Regions from separate parts of the Anas platyrhynchos genome. Here region 2 is linked to region 1. Evidence: chromatin contacts called from public Hi-C data. All regions are on one chromosome and are shown on one strand. The core of a region is the stretch at or near the end of the contact, and the rest is flanking DNA. Distances in the headings are between cores, read along the strand shown.

Region 1 (4,017 bases), core at 25-2,524:
AGTAGAAACTACATCTGCCACAGGAAACCTCTGAGTTTAAAATAATGGTGGTAGGGAAAGTGCCCAAAGGGACTACTTGATATAGGGCTTGATCTTGCCCTATACTAATTCTCTTTCAGAGCCTTTTGGTCTAGAAAAGCCTTTGGCCTGACCCAGTGTGAAAGTGATTATGTTCAAGAAATTGCTTGTAAAACATAACTACCTGGTAACATTAATTTCTATCTTCCCTTGTCAGCTAAACTGGGAACCCTTCAGCTCATTTTCTCAGGTACATAAATAATTAGTATTACACTTTTAAGTTGTACGCACAAGCAGCAACAAAAGCAGACCTGCAAGAAAATTAACATTTTGAAGAAATCAACTCAAAAATTTGAAATGAAACTTTAGGCTGCAGTTCCTGGCCAATGCCTTGTTTCCAACCTACTTATACAATTAGTTCCACTAAGTTTCAAAAGTTAAGTCTTTGAAAGGAAAGATATTCTTATGATTACGACAACAAAATAGCACTCTGGAGATCTCAACTTGATCTCTAGCAATGCCACAAATTTCCTGCCGGTTTTGGCAAATCAAGAGGGCCATCGTCTAGCACGAGCTGATTTCAGCAGAAGAACTCACTGAATTGACTCTGGTTAAGAGTCTGGTTGACTCTTGCAAAAGTCTTTAATGAGTGAATTTTTTCGTGTGGTGCACCTGCACAGCACAGGAAGAACTGTGTTGTAGGGCAGGGGGCTGTGGGACACCAGCTGGGACTCCTGGTTCCTCCAGGGGGGCTGCAATGGTACAGGACCCACGGACCCCCAGCCAAAGGTCTCTGCCTTGGCAAGGGTGAAGAAAAGGCACCAAAGCTCAGCTCTAGTGCTGGGTTTTCTGCCTGTCTACAACCAGACGTGCTCCGGGAGCCTGGGCAGGGGAAGACAGAAGCATTAGACGGAGTGGGAGGAAGAGAGGGGAGAAGAAGAGGGAGGTGCTGGGAGGGCTGGGGCCCTGATGAGCGGAGCTGCGGCTCCTGAGGAGCGGACCCAGCATGGCCCGGGAGGGGAAGGCGCTGCGGGACCCCGAGGGAAGGGCGGGGAGACCCAGCCCGGCCCCAGCCGGGATGACCCCGTCTCTCCGCGGCGCTGCGCCTCCCCGCCCCGTGCCTTCATCCCACCCCATCCCACCCGAGGGGATCTCCTCTCAGCCCTCCCCTTCTCTCCCTGCCGTCCTCCCTTACTTTTTTTTTTTTTTTTTCCCTTTTTCCATCCCCTCCCCCGCCCGGGAAGACCCGGCAGCTCACCCCCGCCCCGTCCTCAGTAGCCGCGGGTGCTCGGCGGCGGCGGGTGCCGGGGCCGGGGTCGGCGGGGCAGGACAGGGCAGGACAGGACAGGACAGGGCAGGGGGTCTCTCACAGCCTGGAGGTGGCCGCTTCCCCTCCCCTGGGCTCCATCGGAGCCAGGTACAGCCCGGGGGGAGGCTGCCCGCACCTGGCCGGGGCGGCAGCCGCCGGGGAGCGGGGCAGGAGGAGGGCTGGGGGTGGCCGTGTCCTTGCCACCGGGCAAAATTTGGGGGAGCTGAGGGGTGTCGGTGCCCGGGGCTTGTGCAGGATTTGGTGTAAAGCCCCTGCCGCGTTAGCCTAAGGGATGCAGTTTTGATAGGACTGAAAAGCGACACGTTGCTCTGACCCTCTCCCCCCCCCCTTTTTTTTTTCTTTTCTTTTTGAAACACGGGCGACTAGCAGGACAGACGAGAGGGGCACATTTATTCCCCTTTCAGGAGGTTTTGCCTCTGTACAGCTTCGGCTGTAGGCACGGAGGGAGCCTCTTCGCATTTCAAAACAACCTCTCCTTTAATTCTGATTCACCCCCGCAGTATTTGTGCTACCATTCCTGCTCTCTTTTTTGGAATTGACACTAATTTTATCCAGATTCGTCACCGCTGGGAGCAGATTTATCTCGGAATCGCAAGAGAGCTGTGCCAAGGTATTTAACTTTCAGGCTCGGGAGAGAGGGAACTCCTTTGGATCAGCCACAGCAAGGCAGAGCCTCCCGCGGTCACGCCTGAAAGCAGGACCAGAGGATGGCTAAGGAGCTTTAGCGACTGGGAGCCTTCCCCTCCAGATCCTCGGCTTCTCCCAGGAAAACACCGGACTTCCAAGCGCTTGATGCACACAAACGGTGAGCAGAAGCGGAGCGGGCGATGAAAAAGCAAAGACCCAACGACCTCCTTTTTTTTTTTTTTTTTTTTTTTTTTTTTTTCCCCCTCTCAATCTCTGTTTCTCTGCTGATGTCCCCCCAGGGCATCAGGCTCGGGCAGAGCAGCCGGGGACGGGGACCCAGGGCAAGTTCAGACCCGGCAGCCGCTCAGCTTGTCCCGGACCGCAGCGGGATGGGGCTGTGTGGTTGGGGATTTTCCCTCTTCGGCCCCCTCCCCAAACCTGGCAGGGGAAGAGGGCGCAGCCCCGGGCAGAGAGGAGCGGGGGCTGCCTGGTGGCGAGCCCCGGGGCTGGGAGAGGCTCCCGGAGAGGGCTGAGCAGGGTTGCAAAGAAAGTTGCAACGCGCTCGTGCTCTGCCGCTTGGCCCCGAAAGGAGCCGTGCCGGTCTGAGCCCAGCCCTGCCGAGCTCTGCCAGTCCGAGAAGTACCGAGCCGTGCCGTGCCGGTTTGAGCCCAGCCGAGCCGTGCTGTGCTGAGCCGGTCCGAGCCGTGCTGAGCCGTGCTAAGCCGAGCCGTGCCGAGCCGTGCCGCTGTCCGGGCGCGCCACCCAGCGGCTGCCGACACTTGGGTGTCCGGGGGTTCTCCCTGCCCCCGTGGGGAAACAGAAATCATTTTTATTTATTTTTTTTTTCCATTTATTTTCTCTTATTTTATTTCTTTTTTATTGTTATTATTTAAATTTCCTTTCCTTTTTTTTTTTTTTGGTGTAATTTCAGGAACCCACAAGAGTTTTCAAAAAGCCTTGTAAAATTCGTTCTTCTCACGCCTACTGAAGCAGCTTAAATTTTGTAAGAGCCAGGAGTCGCTGTGTTTTTCTATTTTTTTATTATTTTTTTCTCCATAAGCGGGAGTGCAGGATGAAATCTGTGCACTGACATCCAGAGGAGTGAAGGGAGCAGTGGTGGATAGGGTTAGGGTGATGGCTTCTTGCAGGGAGTATGAGATTTCCAAAAATGTCCTCCCTTTTGCTTTGTCAGTGCAAAGCTGTCAATTCCAGCTTTCAGACCATTTAAAGAACAAGGCCAAAAGCAGTTAAGGAGCTGGGTAGTATTTCAGCTTATCATATTTTGTGGTCTGAGAACTGCATCTGAATTTATGCAAGTCTAATGTGAATTGTGCTGACTTTCCTACAAGCCCAGGCTGTTCTGAACAAACCAAGATAAAACACCATGAGGCAGTAGGACAAAACTTTTCTTCTGTTTGAGCTACACAGACAAATAAATTCAGCCTGGGGTAGCCTGAAGAGAAGCATAGTCCAGGACTGCTTGTCTACAAACCTTCTGATCATTTGAAGTGCATTCTTCTGAGGTTATATAGGTCATACTGACAAGATATTTGAATGATATCCTGAAAAGGTAGAACACAGGTATGTTTCATAAGTGCAGAAGGGGTTAATGATAGAAACAGGACGTGAGAAGAGCTGAAAATGCCTTTACATGTATGCATGGCAGCTGGAATGAGGACGGAGTCCTTGCACTTATCCACTGGGCTTGGAAATCAGGGGGAAAGTATCAAAATTTTCACAGCACCAAGACACTCTCTTTCATTTTCTGGTTTTTATCATCTTCTGTCTTCTCTGAAGCAATTCATCCTGTCATAAAGGCAGAGCTGACTGAAGGCTTCTAATTACTGTAAGCCAACCCAAAATTTATATGGGAAAGGAGCAAAGAAAAAGAAAGGGCAGAGCCTGGGGTTTGGAGGAAGAGCAAAGAACAGCGTGGCAGAAAGTGAGAGTAAGATTTTGGGGATCTTTTTGTCCTCCCAGCTTATAGCCTCATTCCCTCTCCCCTTCTCTCACCATGCAGTCATGTCTTTGCAGCCATCTAC
Region 2 (3,976 bases), core at 1,074-3,573, 210 kb before region 1:
AAAAGCAGGTTTCCTGCCAGTGGACATTTCTTCATTCAACATGAAGAAATCCATACCTTTCTCTACTGAAGGGGTCAACAATAAAAAAAAAAAAATTACAGTCACTAGGCCAAAGAACTGTGGAGATGAGTAAACTTCAAAACACACCTGGATGTGACATGGTGCCCACAAAACAGAACACTAAAGCATTCAATTCAGAAGCAGCGCTAGGAAGTTCTCGTAATTATCAGAGAAGCTAATACAGCAATGATGTTGGAACGCTTCTGTTGGTTTCTATCACAAATCAGTGCCAAAGGCCCAACGTGGCTGCTGGGTGCTTAGCTCTCTGCAGCCCTCAGGAACAAGCTGCTGGCACCTCTGTAAAAGCAGCATACACCTATTTTGTGATTACCTGGTGTCTCTACCAATAAACACTGAAGCATCTTTTTGCTGGTTCACTGCTGCTTTTTGGCAGATCTCAGTTAGTGTTTTCTGTAACTCTTGCTCCTCTGCATTTGCTAGCTGGGTGGCATATTCTTCCCAGGAGGGGTGCAGCATTTCACCGAGAGGATCAACCAGCTTCACACCATTATCTTCCTTAGAAGGAAACAGAACAGAACATACTAGAAGTGGGAAACTTAAAAGCTCTTTGAAGACAACTGACACAAGGCTTAATCACATTGCTTCTTTAATTATGGAATGTTTCTGGAAAGCGATAGCTTAGCTATTTATTCCGACCTCCAACAATCCCCCAAAGTAATATAAGCAGCATTTTAAGTCACAGATTCCCCCTCCCTTATAATTTTGGCATCAAGTTCATTTGACATTAAAATGTCTTAAGGAATACTCCACAGCAACAGCAGTCTAAGTGTTCGGTTTGAAACTGCTGCATTTTACTTTTTTTTTTTTTTAAATACCAGATTTTGCTCAAATGTTCATCTTTTCGAGGGTACTCCTGGCCTTGCCCATGTTACAAATTTCCTAACATTGCAGCATTTATTTTTCCACATGACAGCAACTGAACCCTCCCATATTTTCGAGGAAAAGCTATGTTAAACATGCCACAGATCATATTTCAAGGAAGCAGGCTGAACACACCCCTTAAGGATGTGCAGGTACCTGCAGGACGTGACCTCTAGGTACTTTTTGTTCCCGTTATTGTGAGGGGCTTTGATTCCACCAGTGACCCCATCCGATGTCTTTGAAAATAAAAGGTTGTTCTTACTTCAGGATTGTGAGATGCTGTAACCATGACACCGATGGTAGATCCTGTGGCTCGGGACCTGAGAGCTGCCAGCAAGCCCATGCGGAACATGACGTGGTCGAGCTGCTCTGCCTTGCTGCGGAACCCAGCAGTGCCATACTGAAGGGTGAGTCCAGCAGGCTTAGGATGCAGCGCTGAGTATTTTTTCAGTGCTTCAAAATCCATTTCTAGAGAAGGAAGTAGCAGAGATGCCCGTGAGAGAAGCAAGTCATTAAAGTTTGTTTCACAGTTTGCACTTCATTTAATTTTGAAGGCTACGGATATCTTAAACTGAGGGCAAGACAATACCATCAATAGCCCATAAACCCCTTGGAGGGACTGTGGGGAGGACCACTACAGGAGCAACCCATGAAGGAGCCTCTGCTTTCCCAGTGCAACACTAGATAACCAGAGCAGGGCCAGATTTCACCAGATCACAAGACAATGCAGCGATTTAGCCGAGGAGCTCTGAAATTCTCAGTTGTCCACTGGCAGGGCTCCCAGCAAAGCTCTGGCAAAGGGCCGGCCGCTTCCCACTTCAGCGTTAGCCACTCATTGCGCGTGACCACGGCTCCACGCACCAACCCTTGAGCCCTGATGCAGCCCGCCGCCCCTCTTCTTACCCTCGCAAATCGCAGGGAAGCTCCGGGCAGTGTCAGCGGGTATCTTCTTCGGGCTGCAGCTCAGCCAGGTGCGTGAACGCGGACAGAACACGACAGAACACGAGTCGCTCCCAGGACCCGTAACGTTGGCAGGCTCTGGGCCGGGGGTGCCACCCGAGCACCCCTCCACGAGCAGCCCCCAGGGGCTCAGCCGCGTTGCTTGCAGGGGGGCGGCTCCCGGACTCACCGCCCTCAGCCGCCACCGCCCTCCTCTTCCGGGCTCAGCACAGCCACGTAGCCTCCGAGCTCCGCCCGCTCGGCAGCCGGCGCTGACAGGACCCCCGGCGGCGGCTGCGAGCCCCCAGCCCGCAGGCACAGGGGGTGAAGGAGGGATGGAGGCTGCCCCCGCCCGGCCTCGCCTCAGCGAGGCTCTCCCTGAGGCAGCCCGCGCGCCGCGACCGTTGAGCTTCAAACGGCGGCGACCGTTGGTGCTGCCCCCCCCCCCACCAACCCCAACGGCCGCCGGTGGCCGGGAGCGCGGCGCGCGTGCGCGCCCCCGCCCGCCTCATGGCGGCTCCTCTGAGAGAGGGAAATAGAGAAAAGAAAAAGGAGATCAGGCACGATAATCTCAGTTTTCTCCTGGTCTAAGATAAACGTATTCTGTTTATCATCTATAATCCTGAGAATGCTTCATCTCTTAGAGTGAATACGTGCTTAAAATAATGGCAATACCTCTATATACAGTGCATACAATCATAAACACTTCATAAAATGTTTGGCTTTTTTAATAGATCCAGCAACTGGGCTGAATTCATTGATCAGATGCCCATTTGGTAAGGGACGAGATTCTCAAAAGCCACTTTCCCCTTTATTTTGACACATTAGTACGGTTTCCAACACAAAAGCACATTGGGAGCATTACTGAGGGAGCATTACTGATACCGTCAAGGTGCAGTGTGCGCAGCATCTTTTACTGCTTTGTGAATCATCTACTCTCACTTCATTCCACAAACCCATGAAATGCAAAGACTTTTGTGCTGCACTATCGAATTTTGCTTTTAAACAAAGCGGAGGGGGGAAAGAAAGCCCACCTCACTCTATCACGTGTGAGCTTTGGGCACTATCTGTACAATCTTTTAATGCTGTTGGCACCATTCCCAATATCCTTTTGCTATCATCTCATTATGGTCTCGTTACATTAATGGTAATTCTTAATAGTAGTAGTTGTTCAACTCATTGTATTTTATGCTTATGCTGTTAGACCAAGCATGTTGGAAAGGAAAACACCTAAGATGAGATGAATAAAGTTTAGTGTTTCCTCTTCCCCCCCCTCCCCCCAGTTTAAATGTATAATACAATGGATTATCATATTTAGATGTTATCAATATGTAGATTAAGAATGTGAATGAAAAGTCTGAAGTAGCTGTAAAGAACCACCAGCAGATGCCTTCCGCTTTGTCACTAAGCACCATAACTTGGAAATTGGTACAGAGCAATGAAACCACACTTACTGTTGAGCTGTTGAGGCTCGGCTGCTCAAATCTAAAAATCAAAGCACTCTGACAGCAGCTTTTTCATGACAGTGTTTCAGTACACTCTGCCGATGACTACAAAATTAATACCAATGATTTTTTTTCCAAATAAACCAAGGAAATTTTAATTTTTTTTTTTTTTCATAAGGTAAAAAATGTGTATGGTTTCCTATTATGCAATGAGGCAGAAAATTTCTCTCCTCTTTTTGAATTCAGGACCTGCAGTCTGCAGCCGTGGCAGAGCTGAAGGTCTGGACAAATAAAGTTCATTTTTGTAGAAATACCTCTAAAGCATGAGAGCAGACAAAAATAAATAAATCAAAATGTTCAAGTACACTTTGTTTCCAGAACTGTCCAGAAAGTAAATTACATTTTTCATGGAGTGGTAATTCTATAACAGCTAATAATTCATTGTGATTTTGTTTATTTGTTTAAAACATTGATGTGTCAGCATGTCAGTGCAGATTCCACATGGTCAGGACTTAAAAACAGTGAAAGAATTTGCATTCAGTCCTGTTTCTGCTTAAAAAAAAAAATTCCTTTAAAGCAGCAAACCAAACTGATTTAGAAATAGGCCTTATCCATGAGATTTCAATCACAGGGAAATTTGAAAGGCAACA

Evidence for each region. Hi-C and Micro-C count contacts between places; a contact is called where the count stands out from the background.
Region 2: a Hi-C map of subcutaneous adipose tissue shows a contact between it and region 1, with 3 times the contacts expected there. The contact joins the promoter of PGM3 here to the promoter of PRSS35 in region 1. A contact is called at or near these places in 3 of 8 Hi-C or Micro-C datasets (skeletal muscle and subcutaneous adipose tissue).

The regions. Positions count from the first base shown.
Region 1 is chr3:84,627,331-84,631,347 of IASCAAS_PekinDuck_T2T, reverse strand. PRSS35 (serine protease 35) reads left to right here and starts at 1,274. Exons shown (of 3, transcript XM_038176693.2): 1 at 1,274-1,435; 2 at 1,925-2,153.
Region 2 is chr3:84,842,656-84,846,631 of IASCAAS_PekinDuck_T2T, reverse strand. It overlaps PGM3 (phosphoglucomutase 3), which reads right to left and starts at 2,323. Exons shown (of 13, transcript XM_005024795.6): 1 at 1,846-2,323; 2 at 1,205-1,410; 3 at 392-576. The coding sequence starts at 1,408.